Regions from separate parts of the Capsicum annuum genome. Here region 1 is linked to region 2. Evidence: chromatin contacts called from public Hi-C data. All regions are on one chromosome and are shown on one strand. The core of a region is the stretch at or near the end of the contact, and the rest is flanking DNA. Distances in the headings are between cores, read along the strand shown.

What was found. A called contact is a pair of places that touch in the nucleus more often than the background predicts.
Region 1: a contact with region 2 is called in a Hi-C map of leaf, with 4 times the contacts expected there. The contact joins the enhancer-like site here to the promoter of LOC107858477 in region 2. A contact is called at or near these places in 2 of 5 Hi-C or Micro-C datasets (leaf and placenta).

The regions. Positions count from the first base shown.
Region 1 is chr2:6,344,487-6,351,260 of UCD10Xv1.1, forward strand. LOC107858478 (MLO-like protein 10) reads right to left here. Exons shown (of 15, transcript XM_016703142.2): 4 at 5,739-5,855; 5 at 4,603-4,663; 6 at 4,399-4,487; 7 at 4,213-4,287; 8 at 4,017-4,105; 9 at 3,876-3,925; 10 at 3,712-3,752; 11 at 3,469-3,642; 12 at 2,913-2,948; 13 at 2,760-2,827; 14 at 2,593-2,653; 15 at 1,551-2,212. The coding sequence ends at 1,805. Among protein-coding and RNA genes, the nearest start is that of LOC107858478, 6.1 kb to the right of the region's middle. Within about 2 kb of position 1,260, at least 3 of the 5 cell types and tissues checked have an H3K27ac peak or open chromatin away from gene starts, as enhancers often do. A contact at or near this core is called in leaf, where this site is marked.
Region 2 is chr2:6,059,341-6,065,562 of UCD10Xv1.1, forward strand. It overlaps LOC107858477, which reads right to left and starts at 1,554. Exons shown (of 8, transcript XM_016703141.2): 1 at 1,400-1,554; 2 at 607-780. The coding sequence starts at 1,469.

The DNA of each region.
Region 1 (6,774 bases), core at 10-2,509, 280 kb after region 2:
AAAAGGAATAGAAGAGTCAGGAACATAAATCTTTATAAATAAAAGTAGCATGAATTAAGGCACGGTTACTTTCCTTATTTAACTCTAACTAATAGGAGTTAAAATAGGAACTACTATTCAATTTGTATATTTATTTATATAGCAACATTTTTATTTTACTTAAATACTAAATATTACTTGCTATTTTTCGTAATTATGAAATAGTTGTTATAAAAGTTATAATTAAAGTTGTTAAGTTGCTACTTTTGAAATTTTTCCTTTATGATATCAATAGGTCCATATATTTATATAGGGGTCTTTCGAAAATATATTAACTTATTATCTTATCGAAATTAGTGATTGTTTTCACTGGCCCAAGTCAGAACCGAAGAAAATATTATCTTAAAGAGTTTACAAATGGATTCCACTTCATAGGTACCGTTCACCTCACGTGAAGGCTCGCTCAGAACACGTACCAAGCTTTTATTAGAAAGGAACAGAACAAAGAGGAGTGCTCCACTCCGAAAGAGAAGGAACGGAAAGAGCAGGCGGCAGAGAAAGAGACAAGGAGGAAGAAGGGGGCACTACGGGAAGAGCATCCAAGACGCGCTAAGGCAAAGGCATAGAGCTCAAACACAGGCTTAGTAAGCACAGATTCCCTAGAAGAAAATATTATCTTAAAGAGTTTATTAATTCACACAGTATGAATTTAGGAAGATTTTACTGTAGTACAATATTTCACAATGCTGGAATTTCTATCATAGTTCAAAGAGGTACTTATGCCTTTTCTTTTTAAAAAAAAAATAATATTCATTTTCATTAGGTAAACAAACTGGAGTATTTGCATTTCGTATAATGTCAATGGCTATTTTTAAAAGAATTGATCCTCCCATTGTGTTATATTAATTGGGTAATGAGAATTATTTTATTGTTATTTAAGTTCAAAAACTTGTGAAAAGTAAAAAAAAGAAATACATTTTTAATTCATCAACGTGATATATAGGTGTGAAGCACGTACACTAGACTATTTTAAAGACGAAGACTCATCGACTTGAAAGTTCTAATTCTACGTCGTACTTCATACGCTAGTCCTGTACTGATTTACTACAATACACAGTGTAACCTGCACCAAAATTTAACCATCAAAAGCCAGAATAACCAACTCTAACATCGTTTAGAGATGTGATGGGGGTTCCCAAAAATTTTCTTTGTTTCAGCTTTTCACCTTTTATGTCTCCGTTGGAAAATATTTTCTTTCATTCTTCCATGTTGTAGCAAAATTACCAAGCTCGTGATATCAAATCCTCAACCTGCTGGCTGACGATGGAGGTGCTAAACCGCTAGAGCAAGTCCCACTTGTCCAACGTGACTAACCTATTTCACTTTCATTTGGGAGCACATTTCACAATCAAAGTCATACGATTGAAAAAGAATATGAGAAAGGGGATGCCTAATGTGGAACTTTCGAATCCAACTTCAAGAGATTTGATTTTGTAGTTCATTACGAGAGGTAGTTTTAGTGATGTGACCATTATAAGAGGAGATTACTAAAAAATAACACACGAAATCCGTAAATTAAACATAGGAGATCATATTTCATCAACTTCATGGCTAAATCAAGATTTGCTTCCTTTTAGAATTTCATAATGGAAGAGAACAGTAGTAATAAGGCAAGCAATAGTAGTAGATACAATAAATATGTATATGTTTCCCTATGAAGTGCTAACTACTCTGTATGACATTCCTCTATAAGCGCAAAAAGATAAAGAGAAGCAGCAAACCACTATTCAAATACCATATGCATTTGTTACCTGCTGCTTCCTTTTCACTTTTTAGGAGCAGGCTTCGCAAATGAAAAGTCATCTTCATTCCCAGAGGATTCTTCATTTTGAGGAACATGCACTTGAAGTTCAGAGTCATCATCAATAACTTGTGTAGCTGAGTGGTCCTCTGCACGGATTATCGGTGTAGTTGGATCATTCTCGAGGTCAGATGCTTCTAGATCATCGTAGCCATTGAAACGTGTTGAGTGACCAGTTGTTTTAAACCGATGAAGTTTGGAACCAACCGCGTGCAGAGGCGAACCCACAGAGGACCTCGGACTTCCATTGCCTAGTGCCCGTGGGGATTTGTCGCCCTTAGCTCCCTGCTTCTTCTTCACGGCCATATGCCACTTCTTTAATGCCTTTGAGGTTTGTTCATCAAAAATGGATTTCTTCATATTGGAGCCCATCTGCAGGATCCCATCATGACACATTACCATTAGGCCTATTTCCCCATGTAAAATACAGCAAGTTATGGCTAAAACACTAAAAGGTTCATGTATAATATTATTTTATATAACATTGAATTGAGATGATCCTAAACAGAGTGAGATGAACAGTGTGGATCTATGTAACCAACCCCAACTTGCTTGGGATTGAGGCGTAGTAGTTGTTATTGTTGTGCCAAAAAGTTCATGTAGTTTCCTATGGCATATTTTTCGTCCTGCGTTTGACTGCAATATATTTGCTTGTATCCTAGCGAAGAGCTTGGCTAAAGCAAAATGGTGCGAAGAGAACCTACATACATTTATGTTCTCAATCTGGGGATGGGATATTTTTGTAAAAGTACCTGAGTTATAAGGGCATAGAGTGGAAGAGTGATATAACTGCATAAGAATAACACTCCCACCCTGTAATGAGACAGCAAAGCAGATTCAGTAGAGTAAGCTTCGTCTGAAGTTCTGAAAACATATACAATCCATCCAATAAAGTGACTTTTTGTTGCAAGTAACATACCCCAAAGCGATCTTCACAATGACAAAACCGAACTTGTCATGGAAGCAAGATTTTAGGCCATACTCATACTGCAAAATATGTAATCAACATTTCAACCAATAGTTTCATGGTTCAAAGAGCTGAATATCTTCAGAAGTTTAGTTGAAATATTACCCATATCCATAAGAAATATGTTATTTGGAACGCATTCTGTCAAGTTGAAATAACAGTTTAGCATTAGATACACATAAAAAAGAAATTTTTGTAAGCCGTGGCAAAAAAATAGATGGAGACGAGAATTGCAAGAAGTAGATAGAGATTCAGATAAAGCAAACTATTATAATCCAAACCTAAGCTCCTTTTTATTTACAAGCACAATTCTTCAATCTAAAATGCAACCAGAAGCACACAAGAATCAGCGTTGACTTTGCAATGACGTTTATCTCTCGCAAGTCATTCACAAAAGCAGACTAAAGATAATCATCTTTTGGTACAAGTTTCTGGCTTTTGCATTTTGTTCCATTTAAAGGTTGTAATGAGGTTTAAGCTTCTCTAAAACTAATGGTCTTTAATGTGACTGATAACATTTTCACCTGTAAGCTTAGACAACTTCTAGCAATACAATTGATTATGGCACAATGGACCAGCAAAGTTGAACATGATATATATTCGAGTTGTCTACTTTGCTAATAATACTTTATGACATTTATCTGAGTGGGACATGTAGTACCTGAAATAAGGCAAAGTGGATGAGGTGAAGAACCAACTGAGGTCGTCCAAACCAAAAATATTTGTCTGAGCCTTGTACAAGAGGGATCCCTTGGACTACGGCATGTCTCTCTGAGATGTCAAGAGCCATTCTTGTCAACACTGCCTGAAGCTTCGTTCCGACAGCTAAAATGATCTGAGAATAATTAATTATCAGATTTCATGCACTGAAATTACGAAGGTGGACAAGGAACAAGAACCTTACAATCAAAGGAATTAAGGATGCCCAGAACAATGCATGCCACCCTGAAATGTATCTAATGTTTCAGAAATATATAAATATGTCCAGCGAAGAACTTGATTAGTGAAAGTAAAATGGAACAAATAAAATTATTGCCCAAATATATTCCATCACAAAATATGACTTACCACTAACATTTAGGAGCAAGAAAACCACAAATGATACCCATAAAACTGGACTGCCAGTAGAAAAAATTAAGTCAGTCAGCGTGATATAGGTAGCACACGAACACACGTACAGCACATGTTTGTTAGGGAAGATTGAGATACCTGACACCAACAACTACCTTGAAGTCATCCTCTAATGATCTTTTGATATACTTTTGGAAGTTAAATTTACTTCCAGGAGCCAAATGAACCTGTACAAGAAGCATTGTGTATTACTTCTATGGGAAACAGAAGAAAAGTATCACCAAAAAAAATAATAATAATAAATTTGAAGAACTAAAGAAGAAAGGAAACTCACACTGATAAAACCATTGCGTAGGGTCAAGTAATCTGACTTATTGACAGACCTGAAAAATTGTCTGAAGAAACATCCCTGGAAGAAAAAAATTGCCATATTCAATACCCTTCTCACCATGGATGTGCTGAAGAATGACCCAATTTTATGGACAATAAAAAATAACAACATTTCATATCAGTATCTTACAATGTAAAAGAAGATTGGAATGCTGGTCCAGAAACTGGTATGTGCTTTGACGAATGACGTCTCATGAGTCAGCCTAAATCTTGAAGGATCTAAAAGTTACACGTAAGATATGGTCAATTCCCAATGCAAAGAAATGAGGACAATGAACATAGTTTACAAGCAACTCAGAAAATTCCACCATTTGCAGATCAAACTATGACATACCATTTGAAAACTCATAGTTATGGGTTGAAGTCTCTTGTTCCCATCCTTTCCAGCCACGAATCTGAAGAACATATTTTCAAGCATTAGACATTCTATGTTTCTAAAATCTAAAATGGAGAGTAACGAATATCAAGAACGAAAAAAAAATATTGACCATGACCAGTCCCTCTAGACTGACTCTCAAATTCATTTTTATAAAGTTCTTAACCGAGTATCCAGAGTTCCAATCTTTCTGAATATTGTGGAGGGCCGGTTTTCATTCCCAGTAACAAATTCGAATCTTGGTATCTGGTCAATGATCCTAAAGTCTTTGTTATTTTCTGATGGCCGAGAAATCCATCTGGGGCCAACCTTTTAGGATCAACTGCAGCCCCCAAAACTCGGGAATTCTACTCCTCTCTACTTAAATACCAAGCTTAGTTCACAGGGTGCAGGGCTCGAACCTGAAACCTAAGTCACAAGTCCCTCAACTTTTTCCTTGATACAACCTAAGCCACAAGTTCAGGAACCTTTGCCACTTGAACAGCCCTGGGCGTGATCCAAAATCTACCATCTAGCTGAAGAGATCTTAGGCAAATCACCAATCCAGTATCCACCAAATCAACCTTTTCTAATGTGCCAAGACCATTTTAGCAAGCAGAGAAGGTTCATCAAGAGAGAACATATCTGATTTATCATCCAAAATAAAAAAAAGGCAAACCAAAAGAATAATAAGTTGGCTCAAACACAGAAGACATTTATCTTCAATTGCTTTTTCACCACATTTATATTCACTGAAAAAAGAAAAAACTGACTCTGTCATTTTACCCTAAAAAAACCCAATGATGCTTATAGCGATGGGTTAGTCAACAACATATCCTATGAAGCATAAGAGCATAGTGTTGATCAACATTAAAAATATCATTAGCCTTTGGCATTGCAGTTTTTACGTTATACCAGTAGGATATTGAACATTTGTCGAAATTTGATAGATTATCTGAATTCTTTGAAGGGCTCAAGGTATGGATGGACTAGAGAATCTACAAAATAAGATAGAGTCCCGCTGGAATTTCTGTTTATACTCCAAAAAGTGCCACACAAATAGCACAGCAGTTCAAGTATAATGCAAGAATTATGGAAAGTATACTTTGAATTACCTTAAGTTTTCCCAGCCACATAGTAACAGCACTGTATACCACATGAAGGACCGCCAGAAAGAATATAAGGATGTGTATTTGATGCAGTGCGTCGACAGAAATGAGAGAGACATGTCCCTGTTATGTAACTCAAATTAGTTTAATCAAGGGCAGACCAACAAGATGTAATTTAGTACACTCGGAGGAAGTACTACACGAAGATCCAAAACAGGTACACCTCAAGGTACCTATTTAGTAGTTGGGCTAACTGTAACCGAAGCAAGACTTGTATGGGATGTATCAAGTTTTTATATAATGGCATCCTCGATCAGTAAGTAAGAAACTTTAGCAATCATAGCACAACTCCAGCATAAGATAATGCTGGTGTTACTGATAGAATGGCAACTCGAAATTACAATTTCACGAAACTACTTAAACATTACTGCATCAGATGCTTTCTGATTAACTAACAGCTACCAGGACATTTAAAGGACAGATAAATGCTCATTCTGTTGAAGATTATAGCTGAGTTACAAAGCCTTCCACATTAATATAGCAAGTACTATTTTTAACATGTCCCTTGTGCAGAGACAAGCAGAATATCTGTCAGGTTAATCTTCTACAGGTTTGGTAAACCACTAATTCTTGAGCGAGAAATACATATTCACACCAAATAGGCCTAGCATTTTCATGATCTAAAATAAATGGTCATCAAATAAGTAAATAAAGGATTATCTAGGTTATTCAAAGAATATCAAGCTTACTAAACTTCCACTTAGTTATGCTCTCAAAACTTGCTGTTAATCCACTCCACATGAAGCACATCATTTCTTAACATATTGAGATTAGTACCTGGACGAACATACTACTGAAGTATATAAGTTGGAGAAGGCAATCATTATCAGGTGGATCTTCTTTTTCTAAAAAAAAAAAGGCATAAAAAGGGCAGCCCTGGGAAGGGCCGGATCATATTAGGTGGATATTTTTTTTTCAGAAGGATATTAGGTGGATATTAGATATCATAAATCCAAAATAAGGATCCTTCTAACCAATGTAT
Region 2 (6,222 bases), core at 304-2,803:
ACCTTCAAGGTTAGAATAGACAATATCATTGGTCAGCAGCTTAATCATTGTTCTGACACCAATTGAAGATGTAAAGCCTGTCACATCACTGAACCCTACAAACGAACATCCCCTCTGTGTAGAAGCTGCAAGGTTGAAATAAAGTTTCTAATCTTGGAAGTGGTTTGTTATCTTATAAAGCGGTTACATTATTTTGATCTGTTATATCTCAGCCCTCGGGTGATTTGTTCTTATGTGAAAAAAAGCATTTTATAAAAGCGAAGTCAACACAAGGTAGGAATGTGTCAAGAATTCACAGGGGCGTAAGTAAAGTGCAAAATTAAAATTATAAGGACTAGAAATGTACCTTACCCCATAACAACATAGAATCTTACACCAGAGATTGTGATTTAACCCTCATTAGATAAACTCATTTTGTCCCAAACTTAAATCAAATGTAGGTCTTACGTAAGTGCCGATCTGAATTTGAAGAAAATTACTTTTATATCAAATCAAATAGACAACGCTAAGTTTATAAATGTTTATTCCAATAATCTTTCGAGATACAGATACACAAGTCAGCAAGCTGATCAAACATTATCTAACATTGCAGGTTATTAGTAGTACCAGAAGTTTGTAGTCCCCTCTCTGATTTTTGGCATCGACGAACATCTTTGGACAATGAGCAGTTTTGATTGAAGCTGCTCATCTTTTCAGGTACATTGATGCCTTTTAGGTTTTGATCTGCAGGAATATGTATGTTGTCTTGCTGATGTTTGGCAATTTCAGGGCCAGAAGATTCTACAACAAAACAAGAAATAACGTCCCCAATAAACTTTGTGATTTCATACTAAAAATGAAACATACTACAAAGGACACTCTCAAAACTTGACGGCTTATTCTTCAATAAAAGTTCATAGCATAAACGCCCAAAATGATCTGGGGAACACCTAGATATGAATTATGAATCTTCATAGCACCATAATACTTTTTTTTTTTTTTGAAAAGATAAAGGCTTATTTAAGTAACCAGTGAAGTTGCTGTCATGTGACCACAGGTTCAAGCCGTGAAAACAGACTCTCACAGAAACACAAGGTAAGAACCGGGTACAATAGACCCTTGTAATCCAGTCCTTCCTCGGACCCCTGTATATCAGAGCTTTAGTGCACCGGCTGCCTTTTTTTTTTTTTTAAAGGTAAGGTTTATTGACTATGTACAAGAAGGTATCAAAACCAAAAATAACACCAAAATACAGTTAGCAAAGTCCACATAAATTCGACTACAATGTCACAACTTGCAAAGCCCTAGTTTTGTTCGCCGTATAAAGTGAAAAGGAAATTCAATTTAAAAACTTGTGAGCAACTGAATGAAGGATATAGCATACAATTATATATAAAATTTGGAAGATGAATTTGAGTACCTGGAGGATTATGAAGGGCAAGGGGGTTGTTAATGCTCTTCATCCTCACTCCACGCTTGCGTTTTGACATTCTTCTCAACCCAAGATGACGAAATATCTTTTTCCTGTCTTAATTGAACAAATTGTACACTTAAACATGAAATTAATTATTTTTTTCTACTCTACTCTCAATAATAGTATTACAAACACTAGATAAAATTGGTAACATTCACCAAATTAAAGGGTAAAACATAATTAAAAAATTTAATTAAGTTAATTGTATATTTAATTAATATTTTCAAAACTTTTTAATTTTTTAAAAATATAAATCAACCCACACCTCTTTCCTTTTTAAATCAACCGCTTCTCTTCTCTCTCGACAGTTTCTCTCTCAAACTTCTCCCAACCAACAGTTCTGCAAAATTTTTCCTTCAATTCTCGACGACTTTAAGCTCTGGAGACAAATAGTTTCGAGTTCCTTTTCAACTTTCAACCGCCAATCGACGTGATAACATTCTTCGGCGATAACAACTTCGAGTTCTTCATCGTTCCTTTTCAACTATCACAGGTAAAAAATTAGGGCCTTTTAGTTATGAAGAAAAAGAGAAACTTGAGTTAACTTCTCATCTAGTATGGGTTAATAATTCAATATTTATTTTTAACTTCTCTTCTGATATGGGTTAACAATTCAATTTTTGTTGCTTAAATTTGAAATGAGCACTCAATAATACCCTAATTTGTGACATTTTTTCTCTCCTCTTTTCGAAGTGAAATATAATTTTTTGTTGTTGTTGTAATTCTTGTAGTCAAACATTGTTGTAAAAATAGCAAGAGTTAAATTTTAAAATTTTTTGGAGACGTCTATTAAATCTAAAAACAACTGTTGATTTAATTTGTTGGTGTTTGTTGTATTTTTTTGAAGTTTTTTATTGTTTGTGATTGTACAACGAGATATTTGTTGTTCTTGTAGGTTAATGTTGATGTTCTTGGTGTGTGTGTTTTATGCTGGTGTTCTGGGTTGATTTGTTGTTTGTGGGTTGTTGTTGGTCTTGGTAAAATGGTGTATTGATAAATGGTGATATTGTTGTTGTTCAATTGAATAAATCTTACTATTAGTTTGTTTTTTCAACAGCTAAAACATCTATTGCAACAAGTGGAACATCTATTGGATGAAATCCTAACAATTATTCCAATAGATGACATGTCCAAGACTTTGATTTCTTGCAACAAATGGGTCATCTGTTGCAACAGATGACCCATCTGTTGGAAGAGATCTAAACAATATTAACAGTTTGATTTCTTCCAACAGATCACTCATCTGTTGCAACAGATGAATGATATGTGAATTCCACACTCCTTAGAAGATATTTCAACTCACATTATCATTTAAGCAATGGCCAAGAAACACCTTAAATATTCAAGGTAAGACTAGAACCATTATTCAAGCATATGGAGATCCAAAATTAGTCATTTGGTAGTATGGAATGTTAGACAATCATTAATTCCTCAAGTAACTCCTAGCTCATAGTCAAGTTAAAACCTCCCTTACAGATTGATTTATTATTCATCTGTTGCAACAAATGAGTGATCTATTGGAAGAAACCACAATAATGTTGAAGCTGTTTTTATTGTTTCCAACAGATCACCTATCAGTTGCAACATATGAGCTATCTGTTGCAATAGATCACTCATCTATTGCAACAGATGAGTGATTTATTGAAATTGTTATTTTACTATGTTGTACTTGTTAGATTTACTGTCATCCATTTATAATGCTGCATTAATCAATTATAATAATTTTTATTTTCCTCTTATTTTTAGATAATATGATTCTCAAAAGAAAAAAAAGCGAATCAAGTCCAAGTAAAGGAATAAGTGAAGTAGCTAGGTTACATCCACCACTCTACAAATGATATCTCAATTAGAAACAGAAGAAAATGAACATAATGATGAGGAAAGTTTCAAAAGAGATGATCCAAATGCTAATAGCCCTTCCACTAAAGAGTTGGTCAAAACCTTCAGCATTGATAGTTATCCTATGAGAATGCAGTGCGATAGTGCCACGAATTTAATTGGTGATTTTGTGGTAAAGTTAGCCATGGAAAAACCTTTTGATACCTTTAAAAATAATTTGAGACAAGAAATTGAATGTTTATTTTAAGGACAACTGCTTTGGGCAATATCTTAATTTGCCGGAGGACAACAATGCTCGTTTTCAAATGAGCATGGTGTATGGTCTTCTCAAGCGTAGGTTTATGTATAAAAATAAAGATAAGATGGATGAGGTGTGGATAAATTACTGTGACATGCTAGTTTATTTTGGTTAGAAGAAGTTTGTCATAGTTACTGGACTAAAATGTTATCGTTCTTCTAAAGGAAGGAGTTCGCCATAGTTACTAGACTAAAATGTTATCCTCCTCCTAACCTAATAAAAAGCACCCCGTACACCAAAAGGCAAAGGCAAGTCAAATGATGATTATGACTTATTGTCCCTTGTTAGTCCAGGCTTCAAAAACACAAATTTGATAGAAGAGTTGAAAGGTAAAATACTTTCAAAGAAGCACAAGCAATCATTGTGCTTCATTTGGTTTGTACATAATATTCTTTGGACGAGAGACGTTAACAACAATATACCACTTTCTTTAATAAATCTCTCAAAGGATCTTGAGGCATTTAGCAACTATCATTGGGGTTATGAAAGCCTCAAAATGATTGTCAAATATTTATTGACTCCGTTAATGCCAAAGACAGTCAACATATATGACTTTTCATGGGCTTTCATGATAAATATTTCTTTTATTATGATTCATTTTTATTGAATAATATTTTTTATTTATTGGTATAATTTTATAGGCTTGGGCATTTGAAGCCATCCCTTATCTAAGACAACAAGTGAACTACCAAAAAGAAGTTTCATATCCAAGAATCCTGAGATGGTTGTCGCTCAAAAGTGATAAAAAAGTAAAATTTGATTTTTTCACCCCCTGAAAGAAATCGTAAGTCTAATTCTAATTAAGTTTTTATTTTAATTAATGATTTATTTAAATAATTTAATCATCATTCTTAAATAATTTAATTATCATTCTAAAATATATATACCGATTTATTTTAGATTGTGCATTTGTGGCTTGTTTCAGCCAATCGAGAGTTGAAGATGTTAGTTTTTCTTACTTTACGGTTTGTGTAAATTTTTTCGGACCCTAAGATAATTGATAGAATAAAAATAAATTGATTGGAGCAACAACTATCATAAGAAAAATATTTTTGAAGGGTGGGCTTGTTGCTGTTGATGGTGTTATTGGTGATGGTGGTGATGATGGAACTATTGGTGGTGGTAGTGGTAATGGTGCTGCTGTTGGGGCTAGTGATGCTCCTCTTGCAGTTTTTGAAGCAACAAACTGGTATGATTATGATCTTACTAGTTTTACTGATTTTGGTAGTGGATATACCTCTTTTTTAAATTGGCATAATGCAAATTTTGGAGAGGATATTCAATTTTCCCTTCTAGCTTATCTTATGCGTGCAAATGTCAACACTGCAAGGCAAAAACTGATGGAGTAATTAATGCTATTGATTCATTAACTGTTGCTATAAAGGAATTGACATCTAAGAGGGATGTCATTCCATCAAAGAGGATTTCTGATACATACACTTTATTAGAGGTTAAGTCAAAGAGGAGAGAAAAAGCAATTTTCAAGGCATTAAAAAAATTGCAACTCTTCTGTCTTGCACGTTTAAGAAATGTACAAGGGCGGAGAGAAACATGAGTTGAAAAAGGTGAATATTTATCATCTGTTCCAACAAACAAATAGACTACATATCTGTTTCAACAAATGACATATCTATTTAAAATTATCAAATAAATTTAGACATCTGTTGCAATAGATGACTAACTTATTGCATCAGATGTATTATCTGTTGCAACCGATGTCTCATTTGTTGGAAGAAATCAAATAGGTCTTTCTACTATTCTAATTTGTCCCAACAGATGGCCTATCTGTTGCAACATATGGGTCATCTGTTGGGACAAATTAAATTAAGACTTCCTACTATTTTAATTTGTCCCAATACATGACCTATCTATTATAACAGATGGGTTATCTATTGGAAATTATCATATAGATCTTTCTCTTATTTGAATGTATTCCAATAGATGACCCATTTATTGCAACAAACAGGTCATCTGTTGGGACAAATTAAAATAGTAGGAAGACTTGTTTGATTTCCTTCAATAGATAAGTTATCTTTTTCCATTTATTTTTTTGTATCTCTGTGATTAGCATTGCCAATTCTGGCTTTTCAAGTAGATGTCACAGGTAGATAATCCATCAACTGCTTCCAAAGAGGAAGAAAAAGTAAAACCTGTTAGTTCGGAAGAATGAAAGAATTATCCATATGAAGAGTTCAACATCTCGGATGAGGCTCCAACAAAACTAACAAAGTTAATCAACACTTATTCAGAATAGATTGCCGATGGGCTGTTAAAGCTTCATGCCAATAGACACATAAATCCTTTTTTAAAATATTAATTTATACAATTATTCTTGTAAAATATGACATTAACACATATAAATCATGCAGAAAAAACGAACACTACAAAGTGAACCAATCGGGTCTTGGTTTTGATATGTTTTGACTTTATTGTTGTACATTCCAAAATGAAGAATTAATTCTATTTGATGTCATAACCCTAAACTTGCTGGAATGATGAGGTTTAAAATGTCATATATCTTACTATTAATACTATATTTTATTGTATTTGTTTATTAATTTTATTATTACGTAATGTAAATGTTTGATAATATGTGCAGTACATCGATGCCACTTTTTACTATCTTTGAAAG